Regions from separate parts of the Macaca mulatta genome. Here region 2 is linked to region 1. The links are chromatin contacts, called in public Hi-C maps. All regions are on one chromosome and are shown on one strand. Each heading gives the region's core, a stretch centred on a gene start, on an enhancer-like site or on the middle of the called end of the contact. The rest is flanking DNA. Distances are from core to core; before and after follow the strand shown. Region 1 has its middle 53 kb from the start of FGFBP1. Region 2 has its middle 43 kb from the start of TAPT1.

Evidence for each region. A called contact is a pair of places that touch in the nucleus more often than the background predicts.
Region 2: a contact with region 1 is called in a Hi-C map of fibroblasts, with 4 times the contacts expected there. The contact joins two enhancer-like sites. A contact is called at or near these places in 5 of 14 Hi-C or Micro-C datasets (cortical neurons, fetal cortex germinal zone, fetal cortical plate and 2 more).

What each region holds. Positions count from the first base shown.
Region 1 is chr5:14,951,544-14,955,101 of T2T-MMU8v2.0, reverse strand. No RefSeq gene overlaps it. Among named protein-coding and RNA genes, the nearest start is that of FGFBP1, 53 kb to the left of the region's middle. Within about 2 kb of position 1,766, at least 1 of the 40 cell types and tissues checked has an H3K27ac peak or open chromatin away from gene starts, as enhancers often do.
Region 2 is chr5:15,340,455-15,343,746 of T2T-MMU8v2.0, reverse strand. No RefSeq gene overlaps it. Among named protein-coding and RNA genes, the nearest start is that of TAPT1, 43 kb to the right of the region's middle. Within about 2 kb of position 1,251, at least 2 of the 40 cell types and tissues checked have an H3K27ac peak or open chromatin away from gene starts, as enhancers often do.

The DNA.
Region 1 (3,558 bases), core at 517-3,016:
AAAAATATGTGGTACACATAAAACTTCGTGGCACACAAAGTTCAAAAGAGGCAAAAAACCACTCTGTAGTGTTAGAAACCAGGATGTGGTTACCCTTGGGGGGCAGTTGCTAGAAAGGGTATGAGGGACGCTTTTACAGTGGTGCAAATGTTCTTTCTTGACCTGAGCGCTTGTTACACGGTGTGTTCATGGGTGTTCATTGTGCATGTGTGGTGAGAGAGACAGCAAGCTCTCTGGGACCTCTTCTTATAAGCACGCGAATTCTGTCAGATCAGGGTCCCATCCTTCTGACCTCATGTAACCTTCCTTACGTTGTTAAAGGCCCTGTCTTCAAATACAGCCACGTTGGGGGCCAAGGCTTCAACATATGAAGTTGGCAGGGAGCGGGAGCCACAGACATTCAGCTCATAACAGGAGCTGCACACACTTCATATCCATTTTTAATTTGCCACACAGGAAGTGTTCAAGGCACTCAAGAGCAAGAAATGGAGCAGGAGCTAACAGGAAGTGGAGCTGGACACTGGAAATCCCTGGAAGCTGAGGCTGCCTCTCACTCCATGTTCTCCCTCAGTGCAAGTGCTCCATTCTCTTCTCTCTCCACCAAATCCTGGGCCTATTGCTTGTGGGGTATCCCTGACCCTAGACCTTGAATTCCCAGTTTCTCCGGTCATCATCAGATGCTGTCATTCTCTGGCCTCCTGTTTCAAATTATAGACACATAGAGAGAAATCTGATTGGTTCAGCCCAGCAATACTCTGCCCTAATCCTGACACACACCTCTTCAGTCAGGTTTCCATAAGCTATTTCAAAGAGTATATTATGTGATGTCTTGTGATGTCTAGGGCTTCCCCTTGTAGAAGCGGAGGACTTAGCAGAAATGTTTCTAATATAAGTCCTTATGGGTCGTAAGTAGTTGTTGTGGAAAAGTTTAAAAATCCAAATCTTTCAGTCTATAATTCGAGGTTTCCCAAACAGTTCAGAACCAACCCACCTATACCCATTAAGAATGCCTTCAATCACAAGTAACAGAAAATGAGGGTCTAGATTTATTTTTAACACATTATCAGATGTTTAGAGCTGGGTAATTCCTGCCTTTAATTCAGTGGCTTGATGTGCCAAGGCCAAAGTCTCTGATATTTTCTAGGCCTTACCTTCATGCTTATCACCACATAGTCTCAAGGTGGCTGCTATGCCTCCAGACATCACATCCACTAGCAGTATGTGTCTGCCTCTTCCAGACCAAAAAAAAAAAAAAAAAAGAAAACCTTCATCAGAGCTCCCAGAAAACTTCCACACACACACACACACACACACACACACACACATATGCAACAACTTGCTTAAGAATAATCACCAATTGTCTCACATATGTGTGTGTGTGTGTGTATATATATATACACATATATATATGTATATATATGTGTGTGTATATATATATATATAAACTTTTCTAGACTTTAAAGTAAAAGGTGGCAAGAGAGAATAGAGCTGAAAATGGCAGTTGGGATAGCCAAGCAGAAATATGTACCACATTCTTTTGAATAGTATTTCAGGAGCTGAATGAACTCAGATTCTTCCCTCTATGGTCTCCAATGACATTTATCACATACAAAAAATAGAAATGTTAGAAAACAAAGAAACAGACACATGAAAAAATGATGATCTTTTTATTTCCCACTAAATGCAGCCCCAAGTGTTATCTGGATATCACCCACGCTGCCCCGTCCTCTGCCTGGCGGGACGTTGAGCCATCCAGCAACCCAAAACTGGCTCCTCTGGCACCTCAGAGAAGGGAGTGTCCACATCCTGTAGCAGCATTTCTGCCAGCATGACTCAGCAGCCATTCCAAAAAAAAAAAAAAAAACAGAAATAGAGGATCCACCCCAAAGAACTGAAGTTGAGAACAGGAGCCAGGGAGACCTACATGTTACCTTGTTTGGAGAATGCTCGATTGAGCCATCCAAACAAGGCTCAGTTTGAAAAAGTGAAGGACAGATTCGTTTTCCTCTTCTTGAATTAAAACATTTAAAACCAGAAAGCATAAGTTTTAGACAAGAAGGACTTTTTTGCAGGGGAACATACAAACTCTACATGTTTTCTTCCTGTTTCTGTCTTCTGGAAAGGGACTCATAAATCTTTGCAACAACTTGCTTAAGAATAATCACCAATTGTCTCACTTCGCTATTTACATTTTGGAAAGGAAAAATCATTACCCAATAATGCCACAGCGGCTCAGGGGGACCCAAGGGATTTTCCAGAGAGTGCCCCAAGATGCTTCAATTCAGCCGGATTGACCTCAGTAGCCACACCTTGATTATCTGTGCTGCCAAAACTTTGCTTAAACCATTCCCCTCACTTAGAACACCTTTGCTCCTCCACACCATCTACTAAAGTAATCACCTTCTTTCAAGACCTTTGCAGTTAGAATTACCTTTTGCTGCAAGAAAGCAGTAACTTACATAAGTAAACAGGTTTATGCTCCTCATATGACAAAAAACCTAGAAGCGGAAAGCCAGGGCTGGTGCATCAACTCCTCAGTGCTATTAGGGATCCTGGCTTCATTTGTCTTCCTGCTCAGCTATCCTTATTGTTATGGTTTGAGTGTTTTTGTTCCCTCCAAATTCATGTGTTGGGAGCTGAATCCCCCATGCAACAGCATTAGGAGTTGGTGACTAATGGGAGGTGTTTAGATCTTGAGATGGTGCCTAATGGGAGGGGTTAGGTCTGCCCTCATGAATGAATTAATGCCTTATGAATGGATTGATGCTGGAATAAAGCTCTTCACTATAAAAGTGGCCTATGAGAGAGGGTTTGCTTTCCTGCTCTTCTGTCACACGAAGAAGTTTCCCTCTCCCCTGGTGGATGCAGCATTCAAGGTGTTGATGGCTGATGTGTTACCTCAGATCTTGTCTTCTTGGTTTAAAAGAATTTAAACAAGAGACACATAGCATAGGAAGTGCAGCATAGAGCAATTTATCACAAAAGAAAAATAATACAGAATAGGCAGTACACCCTCAGAGGGAGATTTCAGGGCGGGCTGCTCGTAAGGGTGAGACAGCAAAGACTGGCACTAGGGAGACTCTCTTTATGGGAGCCTTACATGGTTATTCATAAGGAGGTATGAAGAGGTGTTACTAGTAAGCATGTTCTGGGTAGTCCTCTGTGTACACAATGGCAGTAGCTGTACATGCTTGTTCATATATCACGTTCTCATTAGCATCTTAAATCTCCACCCAAGGGTGTGTTTTTTACTATTATAATCAGCAAGGGGTTAGTTTGAGGACAGGTAAAGTCAAAGTGTGTATGCTATCTAGAGGGGAAAGTCCCTATTGAAGATAGCTTTGCTTGAGTGAGCTCAATTATAATGTGAATGCTAAGGCTTACTGTGTTGGCTGTACTGTCACCACGGCTGCTACATTCTGAGAACATGGTCATTTCCTTGACTACCTATCCTGCCTCAAAGACACCATCTTGGAAGAGGAGACGCAGCCCCTCACCAGACAACAAACCTGCCAGCACCTTGACCTTAGATTTCCGAGTCTCCAGAAGTGTGAGAAA
Region 2 (3,292 bases), core at 2-2,501, 390 kb before region 1:
ACAAACAAAAACCTACATCAGAGGAAAGGTAATGGAACAAACTGAAATGCTGGTTTAGAACCACGAGTTTAGTGGGAGCGTATTATTATACTTTCTTAATCCTGCCACGTGGCAAGGTTTTCTATGTGATTAATGAGCCACCATTGTACAACATTACCAGAAGGCAAACAATTCCAATTACTGATAGGGCTAAACCATAATTACCATGCAAATGATTTCAATAATGTAATAGAATGGAATATCTGGTCATTACAGGGCAGACAATTCACAATGTTAATTGGGGTTAGTCTGTTTTCAGAGAGTAAATAATATTAACAGTAATATAAATCCAAACTAATATTAGGTTTGACTTTGCTTATAATCAAGGGGAATGGTCTACTTCCGAAATTACGTTTACATTACAAAGACAACCCATACTTGCTTCAGTTTCTATCATAAGTAAAATGATTTGGATCGAAAATACTAGGAAGCAAAATGATATCGAGATTGAAAATTTGAGAAGAGAGGTCAGCAACTGAAGGCCTTTAGGCAAGAATTCAGACATGGAAATAGACAACCTCTAATTCCCAGAGTTGCCCAAATGTACTGGGGGCAGGAGATGATGGTTGAGAACTCCAAAACTAGGGGAGGACAAAGAGAAAGAAAACTGCTGTTAAGTCACCCTCTTAAATCCTATTTTTCCTCTCATTCTTTCTTCTATTACCCCAAGTTTTAATCTTACATGACCACCTACTTGGTCTCTTATAACAGTTTTCAAGTCAGCTTCCTGCTCACTCCCTCCTCTTCCCCATTCATACTTACCTCTTCCCCATTCATACTTACCTCTTCCCCATTCTGTGCAATATCAGTAGTAAAACACAGCTAAACACTACCAAAGTCCTAATACTTTCTACTTCCATTCTGAAGTACCCAGAGGCTCCTTTCCCCAGAACCTTCCTCTCACCATTCTGTACAGTCCCTAGGAAGCGCATGCCCAACTTGGCCATTTATATTCTTTCTTCCAAGGCTCTGAAGACTCAGATGAATTGGGTTTTTTTGTTTGTTTGTTTGTTTTGCTCCAGCAGCAGTGCCCTCAATTTTGTGAAATTCCTCTACTTATACTTCCACAGTAGACATAGTTTCTGTTTGTGGCTCCTCCCATCCTATTTTTAAGCTTGATTCTCCAGTTTCCCTCCTATTAACTGATCCACACAGACCTCTAACAAATTCCCCTTTTATAAGATCTTGGCCAGAGTTCATTTTTGTGGCTTTCCAAAGAGGAACCCTAACTGATACACCTCTCCTAAGAAATTTAAGCCAGATCCATATGGCTTCCCCTGAGGAATAGGAGGGAAGACAGTCGTGATTATCTGGCAAATTGGGACTGTGTCTAAGGATTGCTTGCAGTCATTTTAAATTGGAAAATATCCTGTGAGTAGATGACATAATCAGATCCAGTGGAGGTAGTGGTTAAGAACCAAGCTCCAGAGCCAGGCCATGTGGGTTTAAACCTCACTTCCTCCACTGAATAGTTCTATGACCTTGGGCAAGTTGCTTAATAGTGAAATGGAGAAAGCAAGAAGCCATTCCTCCTGGGACTACTACAAGAATGAATGAGCTGTACCTGTGGAATTCATAGAGCAGACCCTGACACCAGGAAGCATTTGTAAGCATGCAAAATGTGATTATTAAGACTTCTGAAAAATAGGCTCTGTGAATAAGCAAATAAGATTTTAAAAATAATGATTCAATAAACTGACCTGACATCCATATACAAGTAATTGTATAGCATCCAAAGTAGTCACCCTGGGGCTACAAATAGTCTCATGATGTTGCCATTATTCAAGGTTTGTTTTTTTGTTTTTTTCAGAATTTCTCCTTTAGAATTTTATTTAGAACCTGCCATACATAGGTTTGATTGCCCTCATTCCAGCAAAAAATGGATTTAGTTACAAAATTCCAACAAAAATAATGATTAGAATACGCAGGCTAAATGTGTGACCATTCCTCCTTCTGGTCACCCAAGCCTTGTGCTGCAGGTAACCAGAGAGGTGAGGAACTGTGAATCTTTGCCCCTGTGAGCCTCACTGGCTTGGGGAAACCAAGTCCTGTGGAACAACTCCAAGTGCTTGCCTGGAAAGACTCTAAGTCTCCTCAGCGGCGTTGACAAGATACCAGATGACTTCCAAGGAAATCTCAGTCCCAGAAAATTTTCCTGGCCCTGTGTCCCATCTCACTTCTCCTAAAGGTCTTGATCAGTAAGTGCTGCTGCTACCGCCACCGCCTCTTTGTCCTTTGCCAAGGCTTGGGTGGGTTGCTCCCCAGTCCTGTCTGTAGTGCTTTCTTAAGCTCTCCAAAGGTATCCAGAGTCAGTCCATTCATCATAGCCCCTGACGCATGTTAACCTGAATCAGTTCCCAGCAAACTAAATCTATGGGGTATCTGAAGGTCCAATCAATGCCTTATTAAAGTTTAACCCTCTGCACGGCTCAGGATTCGAAGACAGTTGAGAGTGAGAAAATTTAGCTCCCAACTGCCAATAAGAGCAGGAAATTAAAAAGCCCATGGGCTCCCATCCCAGTGCCAACTGATGCTGTGCTTTTTATTCAGGACTCCCCAGTGCCTACAGACGTCTTGGTTGAGGGGTAGTGGTGGTAGATATCATCAAGGCACAGTTGTATTTCAATGTATGTGTGAATCAAAGAAACAGTGTTTGAGTAGAAGTGGGACTTGCTGATCCCGTTATGATCCCAAAAGATGGTCCAGGTGACCAAGTCCTATGGTGAACACAAGTGGTGGCACAGTCCTCCAATAGTAACTACTTTTTAGGGATACTGGCTTACCAGTGATGCTGCCTAGGAGGCCTCTGAGCCCAACCAGTCAGGCTCTTCGATGAAAGCTGCTTCAGTTCCTACAGCCTCAGAGACAGAGACAGATGATCGTGTCTGAAGCCAGTATAGACATAAAGTGCAGCTCAATGAGTGAGAAGAGGCTTGGGAATAGATGAGTGGTTCTGCTGCTCACCCCTGGGAAGCCTAAACTGCAGAGACAAAGGTTGGTGGGAGGAAAAACAGGTCTATTTGAAGAGCCAGCAAACCAAGAAGATGGTGGACTAGCATCCTAAAGTATCATCTTAAGTTGGTACGAATTTCAGGCTCTTTTTATGTAAAGGGCAGGGGGAAGAAGAGGGAGTTGTGATCAAGAGGTGACCAGTGACTGCAGACATCTGAGTGCTGGTGAGGGTTCGAGGAGATTGGGAACTTGTGCACCTGTATATCTTTAACAAAGCACAGTTAATTGTTTACCTACTTTC